Linked DNA regions of Xenopus laevis: region 1 is linked to region 2. The links are chromatin contacts, called in public Hi-C maps. All regions are on one chromosome and are shown on one strand. Each heading gives the region's core, a stretch centred on a gene start, on an enhancer-like site or on the middle of the called end of the contact. The rest is flanking DNA. Distances are from core to core; before and after follow the strand shown. Region 1 has its middle 20 kb from the start of cdc42ep1.S. Region 2 has its middle 22 kb from the start of LOC108715023.

What was found. Hi-C and Micro-C count contacts between places; a contact is called where the count stands out from the background.
Region 1: a Hi-C map of the XL177 cell line shows a contact between it and region 2, with 2.1 times the contacts expected there. The contact joins two enhancer-like sites. A contact is called at or near these places in 2 of 4 Hi-C or Micro-C datasets (the XL177 cell line and the XTC cell line).

The regions. Positions count from the first base shown.
Region 1 is chr4S:102,137,510-102,144,026 of Xenopus_laevis_v10.1, forward strand. No RefSeq gene overlaps it. Among protein-coding and RNA genes, the nearest start is that of cdc42ep1.S, 20 kb to the left of the region's middle. Within about 2 kb of position 2,027, at least 1 of the 7 cell types and tissues checked has an H3K27ac peak or open chromatin away from gene starts, as enhancers often do.
Region 2 is chr4S:102,072,999-102,079,179 of Xenopus_laevis_v10.1, forward strand. No RefSeq gene overlaps it. Among protein-coding and RNA genes, the nearest start is that of LOC108715023, 22 kb to the left of the region's middle. Within about 2 kb of position 3,698, at least 1 of the 7 cell types and tissues checked has an H3K27ac peak or open chromatin away from gene starts, as enhancers often do.

The DNA.
Region 1 (6,517 bases), core at 777-3,276, 63 kb after region 2:
GTCCTGTGTATGCTCAGTACAAGTCCTGTGCACAGTGACACCCGCAGACCATTTGTATAAACACCACAATAAGGATAATTAACAGGAAATACATATTTAAAGCTATAATAATAATGTATCGCTAAAGAAGGTGCATATAATGTTACATAATGATAAATGACTTAACACAGTAACCGATATGAATACAGGCACTCAACCCACATTGTTAGTCAGCAAGCACTTAAAGTAATGTTGTTGCAGTTGTATGAACCTTGAATAAATGCTGCGATTCTATCAGACGGTATTGGATTATCTTCCATCTAAAAAGGTCAGGATTTCATTTTAGTTTAAACAGCATCATCTTGGTTTTTCACTTTCCGACTTCCAAACCCAACTGCTTAGAGGAGTTTCCATTCCAGATCCCAGTGGTACAATCATCCCTGTTAGCAGTAATGCCTGATATATCTGTTTAATACGGGTCTCCCCTGTTGTAAGATTTTCTCTTTTTATCTCTGAATTGGTCAATGTTTGTGATGAAACAGCTTCCCTTTCCTTACTCCAGATCTTCAAATTAACGTCATCTGAAGGCATGTCTCATTATTATGTTATCTACAAATGTAGCCAGACCTACATCTTCCTGAATATAATTCAGGCTTTTTAATTCAGGCTTTTTAACTTGAATGAAATGACAACAGAATCCTGCATTAAGAAGTCTATATTTAGGAACTTTATTTTAAATTGTGCGGCAGAATTAAATGGATTTATGTTTGATTACTGAATATTTACTAATGTATGCATAAAGCACATAAAAGAAGCCCTTCTTCTTCTCTTCCAAACACGCAGACATATATAAACATATATATATATATAATATATATATATATATATATACAGTGTAGAAGGCTTTAGCACACACTTCAGGAGTTAGGGACCTGGGTGCAATCCAGAAGTAAAATATCCACGACAAAAAAGCTGAAGCACACCAGGATTTTCTTCAAGAAATGTAAAACTGTTTATTCCAGATGGAATAAACAGTTTTACATTTCTTGAAGAAAATCCTGGTGTGCTTCAGCTTTTTTGTCGTATATATATATATATATATATATATAATATATATATATATATATATATATACATACATATATATATCTATCAGTTCTATCATGGGCTAGGACTTCTTGTTGTCGCTGCAGAGCTCTGACAAACAGGAAGTATTGCTAGAGTACTGTATATCTAGATTGCAATTCCTCCTGTCTGCCAGTGTTGAGGAGAGTGCAAGAAAGTGCATAATACATTCCCAACACCAGTGGTGTAACTTGGGCTAGCCCCCCCCCCTCAAAAAAATCTACTGAAAGGCCTGGCATGAAACGTCCCTCCTTCCCAGACCCCCAGGCCCTCTTACATCGCACTTCCAGGCTTTTATTACTCTGCTATTCAAAAGGTAGAAGAGGGGCTTCCAATAAACATTGGATTTTTAGTTGTTTTTTCCATGAAGTTTGATGAATGCCTGCTTCCCCCTCGGCCAATAATTATTAGCCTAGCATAGCTGATTTCTGATCTATATAACCCTATCACGTATAAAGATACTTTGTTAGCTGTGTACTGTACCTGGGCTTCCAACACTTTTTCCTTCCCAGCCTCTTCCCTTCTGGGCAGCTCTTATTATGGAATGCCAATTTAAAAGGTTCTCCAGATAGTTGGCTTTCCATGGCCCCTAAGGATCCCCTAGTTTAGGGTTCACAACTAGTGGCTCATTAGCAACATGTTGCTCACCAATCCCTTGGATCTTGTTCCCAGTGGCCTCAAAGCAGGTGCTTCATTTTGCATTCATGGCTTGGAGGCAAACAGAGTCTTCTGTAGGCTGCCATACATAGAATCTACCAATAGCCAACTATAGCAGACTTTTGCACAGTGTCCAGAGCTGTCTTTCTCTCAGTATCACAGTAATTCATTCCATAGAGCTATCATCCTAATTCTGCAGCCACCAGCTATGGGCTCTCCAGATCTAATATACCATTGTGTCCGACTAGTCTGAACAAATCCGCTCCTAACGGCACATTTCCTTTGAAGGTTTGTGGAAGAGGGACTTGGATACCCTCTTGTGGCCAAATCGATGTAGAACATTTTTACCATTTGTAGCGCTTTATCACCCCCTCAAGGTTCTTCATAAAAGCATCTATCACAGATTGGCTGGTTATAATCTGTAAATCATAGATAACTGGTTGTCTGCTCCTACATGCTCAGGAACATCTGTCTTTACACTCATAATAACTATTACACTGAAAGACGTTTGCAACAATTCATTGTGAATAGCGTGGCTGCCATAAATAACCCTCAACCTTCACATATGGCACACATTGCTAATTGTAACTGCTTATCTATTAGCGGAAATTTTTGCCCTGTATACACATAGTAACATAGTAAGTAAGGTTGAAAAAAGACACATGTCCATCGAGTTAACTTTTTTTTTTTTTTTAATTAACTACCTATCTGCCAGTTGATCCAGAGGAAGGCGAAAAACCCATCTGAAGCCTCTCCAATTTGCCTTAGAGGGGGAAAAGTTCCTTCCTGACTCCAAGATGGCAATCGGACTAGTCCCTGGATCAACTTGGACTATGAGCTATTTCCCATAACCCTGTATTCCCTTACTTGCTAAAAAGCCATCCAACCCCTTCTTAAAGCCATCTAATGTATCAGCCTGTACAACTGATTCAGGGAGAGAATTCCACATCTTCACATCTCTCACTGTAAAAAACCCCTTCCGAATATTTAGGTGGAACCTCTTTTCTTCTAATCGGAATGGGTGACCTCGTGTCAGCTGGGAAAAAAAAAGCATTAGAGAGATTATTATATGATCCCCTTATATATTTATACATAGTTATCATATCACCCCTTAAGCGCCTCTTCTCCAGCGTGAACATCCCCAATTTGGCCAGTCTTTCCTCATAGCTAAGATTTTCAATACCTTTAACCAGCTTAGTTGCTTAGTATAGTTTCCTGAAACAAATGTAATGGTTTTGCCAGTGGCAAATTCACTACAATACAATATTTATTTGTTTGGAAGAATTTAACAACATGAGAGTCTTTTTGTAGCATAGTGGAAAGGTTCGTTAACAATGAAAGACAATGTATATGCTATTGCAGAGCTAAGAACTCTTTAACTGTAATGGCATTTTGCCTTTCCATTGACTCCAGTGCATTGGTAAAAAAATTCTGTGGTTTTCTGAACTTTTGTGCAAAGCCAGTGGTTTAACTATAGAGGAAGTGGACCCCATGGTGGCGGGGCTCTGCTTCCTCTAAAGCTTTCATGAAATCCCTGCTCCCCAGCTGTAATGCGAGCAAGAGAAGCTGGGGACCCAATAGAGAAAGGGGACGTGAGAGGGATGGGCAGCGAGAGGGCAGATTGCCAGGGGTAGGTTTCAAGATTGATGTTCATGCTGGACACTCCGAAGTTCTTTTGGTGGGGGGGGTGCCGGCAAGGTCTAAATACGTTGATGAGCTGAGCAAAACACTGATCATTCACCCCAAGTTTGCTACTCACTTGTGATTAGCTTCACTGTTTCCTGTGACAGTCTATGAAGTCTGCCATATTGCAACCCATGAAACCTGTTTGGAGGCAGCGCTAGTGATGGGCGAATAAATTCAGCAGACACGCATTTGCGGTGAATTTCCACGTTTCAACGCAAGTGAATTAATTTGCGAAACTGCGATGGCAATTTGCCAGCAAAATATCTGCCGCATCAGAAAGAAAATTGTGGTGTCATCAAAATTATTCGGACGCCCATTGACTTTAATGCATTTAGACCAAATAGTCACGTGTATAAAAATTGTCAATCGTGTCAAATTTGTCGAATAATTTACACGGATCAAAATTATTTGGACGCCCATTGACTTCATTTTGTTTGGAAATTTTTCTCCATTTCTTTTTTCGGTGAAGCGAAACGGTACAGATTTGCCCATTACTAGCCAGCGGCTGTAATACTTTTTCATTTTGTTCATTGGGGAAAAAAGATTATAAAAGTAACTTCTTGGACCGGTTACAGATGAGCAAGTTGATTTTATGCACTTTTCCCCAAAGAACAGTCGTGAGTATAAAGTCACTTCGCCAGTGTTTTATGAAGCAATACAAGAATTATTCTAAATCTATCTAAAATAAAGATATTTAAAATGGAAAAATAAAATAAAATAAAGATATTTAAGGTACTTTATGGAAAGTGGCATAAATATAATACAGAAGTAGACCTCAGGGGCCGGGCCAAGAGATATCATATTTTGTTTTAAATTCTTTTTGTTATTGCAAACACAGAACACAAGTTCAAAGCCTTCCTCACTTTAGAATGCGTATAGGAAGTTAGGGTGGTAATCTCTCACCTCTGAAAAATTACTTCCCAGCCATGCAGAACTCAAGCAGCTTTGTTTATGGTGATCCCTAAGCAGCCAAGACCACACTGAGCATGTGCACAGTCTTAGTCTTGCAAAGATATTTAACAAAGTTAGTTAGTTTGTAGCCAACTTTGAAAGCATAAATTATTTGTTTTGGCTTGTGGGGCAGTAAGTTCATGTTTATATTTAGTATAGAAAATACAGCATTTCTAGCCTTATTCTATTTTAGACTTTACATGCCCTTTAAAACACAGACAGAGCAGATGGGAAAGGGTGAGCTGCTGTGTAGAATTTATTTTGAACTTGAAGAAGCTTGCACTTGGATCTCAGAGTATGTTGGGGCTACAATAAAAAACAGTTTATGCTCAATATGTAGTAAAATAAAACTATATATATATATATATTTTTTTTTTTATTCTGAATGTATGAAAACATTTCTGTTTTTAATTTAACATTGTACACACCAAACTGATTTGGATATCCCAAAATTATAATTATTAGAAAAATAAGTGATTTCCCTACAATACTGTATTTAAATGTATTATCTACATATATATATATATATATTTATATATATATATATATATACAGTTCGTATGGACGCACACCTTCAGCCAAAAACTTAACCTGGGTGCTGGTCAAAAAAATCAATGTATAGTCCTGCAGTGTGACAGCACTCCAAGGAATTACAAACAAAAAGAAGTTGATGCAAAGGAGGTTTTATTAAATCCGACGTTTCAGCTCCATCTTGGAGCTTTCATCAGGGAAAGAAACAGAACATAGTGTCCAGGGGGGAGTTTTAAAACCGCCATTTTGGCGCCAAAAACTGTTGCTAGGCAACCAAATAACAACATAGGTATGTGCGGGGAAAATGTAGCTCAATGTTCCCCATTATAGACCTATTCCTGAATCGCATTGTACCCACTTTCCCCAGTTCATACATCCGCCTGTTCTTTAGTGCAGCATTCTGACACAAAAACAGCGCTACTGAGTGGGCGTGTCCAACGCCCCGTCCATGGTACTGTAGAGGTGGGCGGTTACTATGACCCGAGGTCTAGTAGGCGGAGCGGCCGGTACTCTGCTTACATGCACGCCCCCCATTACCAAGCGCAGAGCACCTAGCAACGCTTAGCGTCTAACTTACAGGTGCTGGACAGAGAGGCGGCGCAACCTGTCTGCAAATTACGCAGACAGGAAAACTCCGCTCCTCAACTGTCCCCATTTGAAGCGCAGGGGGGATTTTTTGGTCGCCGTATTGTCCGTCACTTTGCCCCCTCACCCACTTATCAGGACCAAAGAGGACTTGTAGGTATGCATGCGGATAAGAACACGGGAAGAGGTGGGAGGGCAGCAAGGATAATAACCATACCACCCTTTGTGCGCAGGAGTCATTGGTCAAAGGGAGGGAATAAAAACAAACAAAGGTATAGACACTACAGTGAAACCAGTACATATAATCTATATAATAACAATGGGCATATAATCAAAAAGGAATATATGGGGCGGCCATACTCTGATGCCCCCCAGTTTAGATGAAGCATCCTAAAGGCAGGGTCTCATTCGGTCCTCTGGGGGTCACCGTATCCAGTCTGTGGATCCACCGTGACTCTCTCCTTAGAAGGGCTTGATCTCTATTGCCACCCCTACTCAGAGGGGGTTGAAAGTCAATCGCCATACATTTAAAGGTTGGAAGTGTGTGGCCTTTCGCTAGAAAGTGCTTAGCCACTGGCTGAAGAGCTTTGCCTTCTTTCAGGGCCTTGCTAATCGCTGATCTGTGGTTGCCGATCCTCTCCTTCAAAGTGGTGCAGGTCTTGCCCACATAATACAGTCCGCACGGGCAGGTGATGATGTATACAATGTGGGTAGAGGTACAGCTCAGTCTGTAACGTATTTTATATCTCTTACCTGTGTGTGGATGTGGAAAGTCTGGTCCAGATAAGAGACATCTGCAGGTCACACAGTCGGGGCATTTGTAACAGCCCAATTTCATTTGTTTGGAGAGCCAGTCTGGGTCTTTGCAGGAGGTTCCGTCAGAGTCAGTTCTGACCAGCAAGTCCCTCAAGTTTTTGCCCCTCTTGAAGCCCATAATCGGTCTCTTTGCAGTATGAATGCTCAAAGAATCATCCATGTTGAGCATGGGCCAATGTTTCTCAAT
Region 2 (6,181 bases), core at 2,448-4,947:
TTTCGCAGTACGGAGCAGTAATCAGAGATTCAGAACCTTAGGCTTCAATAACTAACCATTTCAATGTATATTTCAATGTATATGTTTGTTATATGACTACAAATAAATTAGATTTTATAGGTAATTTTATAGGTAATTTTCATCCAAAGTTGCCACTTCACCTGTTTAAAACCTGACACATATTACATCTACATTCTAAATGGCTAATTAGCATTTCAGCTGCAGCATGCATGTAAATTAATTGCTAATTAGCCAGGCAGAATGTTACAGTAATATGCATCTATATTTAGAAGGGATGAGGTGGCATTTGTATTTCCTTCCAATATATTTGTACCAGTTGAATGGGTATAGAGGTAATATCCATTCATATTGAATTGAAGTCTGGCACAATATATATATATATATATATATATATATATATATATATATATATAAAATATAGGTATCCATACGTTAAATAGCACCTATGGCTTTAAATCTCAACACTTCCTTATTCCCTAGTTTCTGGGTTGAAACCTATCTAGTTGTGATTATTAGCATAAGAGTGCTACTGGCCCTGAGGCTGATGATCACTTCCTGCCACACTTCAATATAGTGTTGGGCAGAGGGTGGCGCTTTCTCTTTGAAGTTCCACTATAGGAGGGAATAGATGGTGCTGAGAAGCCTGGCACTTAAAAAAATAGGCCCAAGGGTGGTGAGGCCCTTGGTGAAGTTGAGGAGCAGAGACCCCTTGAATAAGGTGTATTCTGGACAGGGCAGTTCTCAAGGAAAGTGAGATAGATAAAACTAGTTATCAAGAGCAACCTATGCTCCAGCCAGGAGGGATAGAAAGGGGGCAGCTCTCCCCTCAGGCAAAGTGCCATGTAGTGTAGGGATCACTTAGCTGAATAGGGATTTAGGTTTCGTGTATTTTCTGATCCAACATGTGGTGATCTAGGTCATTGTCCAGATATACTAGAAACCTGTGAGTGATTCCCAGCCAGTGGCTTCCAACATTCCCAACATGTTGCTCACCAATCCCTTCGATGTTGTTCCTAGTGTCCTCAAATAGGTGCTTATTTTTGAACTCCTGGTTTGGAGTTGCATAAAAACCAAATGTACTGCCAAATAAAGCCAGATCACATATGGGTTATCAAATGGCAAAACAAAGCACTTATTTTTCACTACCCATTTATTATGCTTGTGTTGCTCCCCAACTCTTTTTTACATCTGTTGCTCCCAGGTAGAAAATCCTGGGAACTGCCTGCTGTAAGCTGTCTTCATAGAGATGTCACATGGTGCTGTCTCTGAATTGCTGTGCCTGATATACGGCCTCAATGTGAGTAACCCTGTGGATGTTTAATAGATGTTTCTTTATTTTGTTGGAAATAAATGTGCAGCCAAGGCATTAGAGGTTAAAACTTGTAACTTTATTCCATCTTGTTAAAAGATATGCGTCCTAACGCGTTTCGTATCAAACGATACGTAATCAACTGCCTATGATTATGTATCGTTTGATATGAAACGCGTTAGGACGCATATCTTTTAACAAGATGGAATAAAGTTACAAGTTTTAACCTTTAATGCCTTGGCTGCAGGAGTGCGTGCACATTTATTTCGGATGATTTGCATTGCCTAAGCTACGGGTTCGGGGCACGGCACCCGGGCCATTTGGCCAATTCGGTGAGTGTAAACTCTGCTGACCTTTTTTTAATATTGAAATTGAATTGTTCATCTTTCAAGTGACGGACCTGGGGTTTGGACACCCAGATCACCCTTTCCACTCGGTGAGAACTACCTAGTGGCTGGCTTTCCGTCACTGAATGTTTTATAAGCAAGATTAGATTTTGATGCTTTTTGATAATATTTAATTGGTCTTGAGAGGGATTAGAGCCAGCAATTTCTTTTTTGTATCTTTATTTTGTTGCAAGAGTCTCTGGCTCCCTCTGTATTCTTTTTTTGTAGCAGTGTGAGAGGTTTAGTAGCACTACACCTAGTAAGGGAAGGCATATATTGAGCCTAAAAAGAGATAACCGGTGTCCCCACAGGAATGTAATGTGCCTTGCACTTGGCTCCAGAAGCCTTAGGGTATATTGAGTTTAGTGATGCACTGAATCCACTATTTTGTGAAAGATTCGGCCAAATCCGAATCCTAATTTGCATATGCAAATTAGTGGTGGGAAGGGAAAACTCAAATAGGGATGCACTGAATTCATGTGGTGAATACATTCTATGGCAGTGGGAGATGTGTGTGTATCTGCCAGGCTTGGAGGCTTTCAGTGGTGCCCACGTGCTGGTTCAGCAGGAGTTTGGGTCTCCCACTGTGCGTGTGTCATGAACAATACCTTGCATTCTGTATCAGTGAGAATAAACCGAGGGTCTACCTTACCCTGCCAGAGCTGGATGCAAATAAGGGCTGATCAGGCAGACGTTGCACAGGCAGAAGTTAAACCCTGGAAGGAAAATATGTGCCAAATCCGAATCCTAATTTGCATATGCAAATTAGGGGTGGGAAGGGGAAAACATTTTTTACTTCCTTGTTTTGTGACAAAACGTCACACAATTTCCCTCTCTGGGTTCGGCCGGGCAGAAGGATTCAGACGAAATCCGAATCCTGCTGAAAAAGGCCGAATCCTGAACGAATCCTGGATTCAGTGCATCCCTAACATCACATACATGGCTGAACCCACAAAATTGAGTGTTCATCTGAGAAGTACAGTCATGCATTTGAGGGGTGCAGTCAGTTTTAATATGCCTCATATCTGACATACAAACAAAGAAACCCCTGTTTCACCCTGACTATGATCAGTTATGTCCTGACACTGCTTTAACCAACCCCATCACCTCAACTCTTGGGGTCCTTGATGCCAGATTGCCCCACAAAATAACTGTGGGGAGGTATGGCCTAACTTGTGTGTGATGTGCAAGCTAGTGGGTGCTTAATTGATTCAGTTCAAGGTATAGGCAGAACTCAAATGAGAAATAACGAGCAAGACTTTGCACCCCTTAGTGCCCAAGCCCTTGTGCCAGGGAATTTGATAAATTACCCCTCTGATTTTGTTACCATTTAGTATGAAGAGGTTGCAAAAAGTCCAAGAATGGATCAATATTATTTTGATGATTTTAATGCTGTGGTGAATATATTCCATGGTGGTGGGAGATGTGTATGTATCTTGGAGGCTTGGATGCTTTTAGTGCTGCCCACATGCTGGTTCAGCAGGAGTTTGGGTCTCCCACTGTGCGTGTGTCATGAACAATACCTTGCATTCTGTATCAGTGAGAATAAACCGAGGGTCTACCTTACCCTGCCAGAGCTGGATGCAAATAAGGGCTGATCAGGCAGACGTTGCACAGGCAGAAGTGGAAACCCTGGAAGGAAAATATCTGTAATGCTATGTTTGTGCCAGTGCAAGGGCTGGCAGCTCACTAAGAGCTCCTTTAATACATTGCCCCAAGTGCAAACTTTTTTTCTGTTGGAGCTGTGTCAGCTTAAAATAGAACTCTGTAGGACACAGTGTATGAGTGATTTTCTCAGCACAAAGGACTTTGTTGGGGGATGTGAGTATGTTTGTTCAGCTCTGTTTCAGTGTCAGGATCCCAGAATAAAGGGCAATGCCCAGGCAGCCTTGTGACTTCACCATTCTGGTATGTCTCTCCCCCTCATACTCTCATCCTGTACTGAGAAGGGTTGGAATTAACCCATTCGCTGTCTGACAAACTTCCCACTTCTGATATTATACTGACGTTACAAATATGCTGGCTGTGCATCTGTATAACACCCTTGTCTGGGAATTAAAACTGAGGCTATTTATGGCACTTTCCTATTTGATGGGTCAGGAGGCTATTAGGGACTAAAGTTTGAGAATGCTGGGTGATACGTGACAAATTAAAAATACTGTGGCCTGGGAATAACTTCAGTTTGTAGACCAATATGGAAGCTCTTGATATCTCAGCTGCCTGAAGTGGAACTTATCAGAGTTTTATTAGGGCAGAGTACTGTCCTACCCTGGCTTAGATAGAAACCCAGCCTGGTATTTCCATAACAAGAATCCTTGTGCTTAGTTAGAGATATAAAGAAGGGACAGCCATAACTAAAATAGCACCCATCATTCTGTGCATCTGTGGCATACAGTCTCTGGTACATACGCGAGGACTGGCAAACTGCAACCCTACTGTGGGGCTATAAGTTTAATTTCAACATCAGAGTCCTGTAAGTTGTAGGGTCCCATACTGTACAAAGCCCTTATTCCATTTTCCTGAAAATGTTGATTGCTTCTTAAGTGTAAAAGTAATTAGAAATTCAAATTATAGCTATTATTTATGTATTGGGTGGTGCTTCTTTTCTTCTCTTGGAAAAGAGGTCAGATCCTAAGGTATCTATTGCACACAGAGAGAGAGGGGGGTACAGGGACCACATAAATGATGTTAACATGTGACACACTTGCGTTGTGTCTTTCAATACCCTAGTGGTGTAAGATAGTCAAGCCTAGTGAGCAAGAGCAGTCCTGTGCTCCACTATCAAAAAGTAGTTCCCCAGTCGACACCCTTAGTGTAGGGACCCTAGCTGAATACGAAATTATTACTTGCTTATACCCTGGAGACTTCCTCTGGATGGGATCCCAAATTACTGTAATGTCCATCCTGTCTCCAAACTGGTTGTGTGAGTACTTCATACTACCTTATATTGTCTTTCTGAATCAATTACCTATCACTAAGTGTACCAAGGGAGTATATTTTCTGTTTAATAATCCTTCAGGCTGAAGGAACTCAATCTGCAACTTTTATTGGCCATTGTATGGGCAGCTCAACATGATGTGTCTTGCTCCAACTGTTTTGTATGCATGTATGTATAACTTTATTTGTAAAACACTGTCAAGGAGCCACATCATTGTACAATGCATACAAATAAAACATAAATAAAAGTACAATATATAAAAGTATGCAATAAATATAATAAATATATACAGTTAATAGAGCTCATATAAAGACACAGAGCTTAAGTGCTATGTGGTTAGAGACACAGTGAGAAGGAGGTCCCTACCCCGTTGAGCTTACAGTCTAAGTGGGCAGGTGGCTAACATACAGGCACAAATTGGAAGGGAAAAAGTGCACAAGGTAAAGGCATTGTCCAATAGGTACCAGGACTAGCTGTTCTAGTGCTCCAAAAAGTAGACTTTTTTTCTTGAAGGGTTTGAGAGAGCAGTCCTAAGGGTAGAGACACACGCTCTCTTCTTCGGGGCGACTAATCTCCCCAAACTGCCTCCCGCTGGCTAGAATGTAATTCACCGGTGGGATTGCAATTGGTGTGATTTGATTTCCAAAGCTGCCCGCAGTTGCCTCATGAGGAAATTTCGGGCGACTTCGTAAAATTAAGTGCCATCCCGTTGGCGATTTAGATTCTAGCCTAGCCAGCGGGAGGCAGTTCGGGGAGATTAGTTGCCCCAAAGAAGAGCCGATTTAATGGGGACGGTGTGAAAAGAAGGTGGCTCTGAGAGGAGCAGAGAAAATGACCAAGAACGTACAGTGAGACAAATGAAGAAATTTAGTGAGAAGCAGGATGAGGGAATGTTAGCAGAAGGATTTTATATGCTATCCTTTGTTTAACAGGCAGCCATGCTTAGGATTTTAGTTGGGATTGAACAGGTTTCCTCTTAGGAGAGAGAAGGAGGATCTTGGTAGTGGAGTTTAAGATTGATTTTAGGGAAGAGAGACAGGAGTCAGGAAGACTGGTTAGAAGGAAATTGCAATAGTCTTAAAGGGATAGGATAAGGGCATGGATTTGTGTTTTGGCTGTTGTTTCTAAAAGAGAAGGTTGTATTGTTGAGAAAGATGCAAAACGTTTTGGCAGTAGAGAGACTAATCAAAGATGACCCCATGCTATTAATAGTAAGGGTGAAAAGAAGATATGGGCTAGGTTTGAGTGGAATGACTGTGAGCTCAGTGTTGGCCAAGTTGAGCTTGAGATGGTTCATCCAGGAGGAGATAGATATGAGGCAGTCTGTGAGCTGGGTCTGAGCATCAGCAGTTAGTGAAGGGGTGTCTAAATATATCTGGATGCCATTGGCATATTGGTGATATCTAAAGTCAAATGAAGATACAAGGTCTCCTAAAGAGAGAGTGTACATTAGTGCCTACTTTATAAACAACATTCACTGTTACTCAGACACACTCATATGAAGTAATATAGTCATTGAGAACAAAG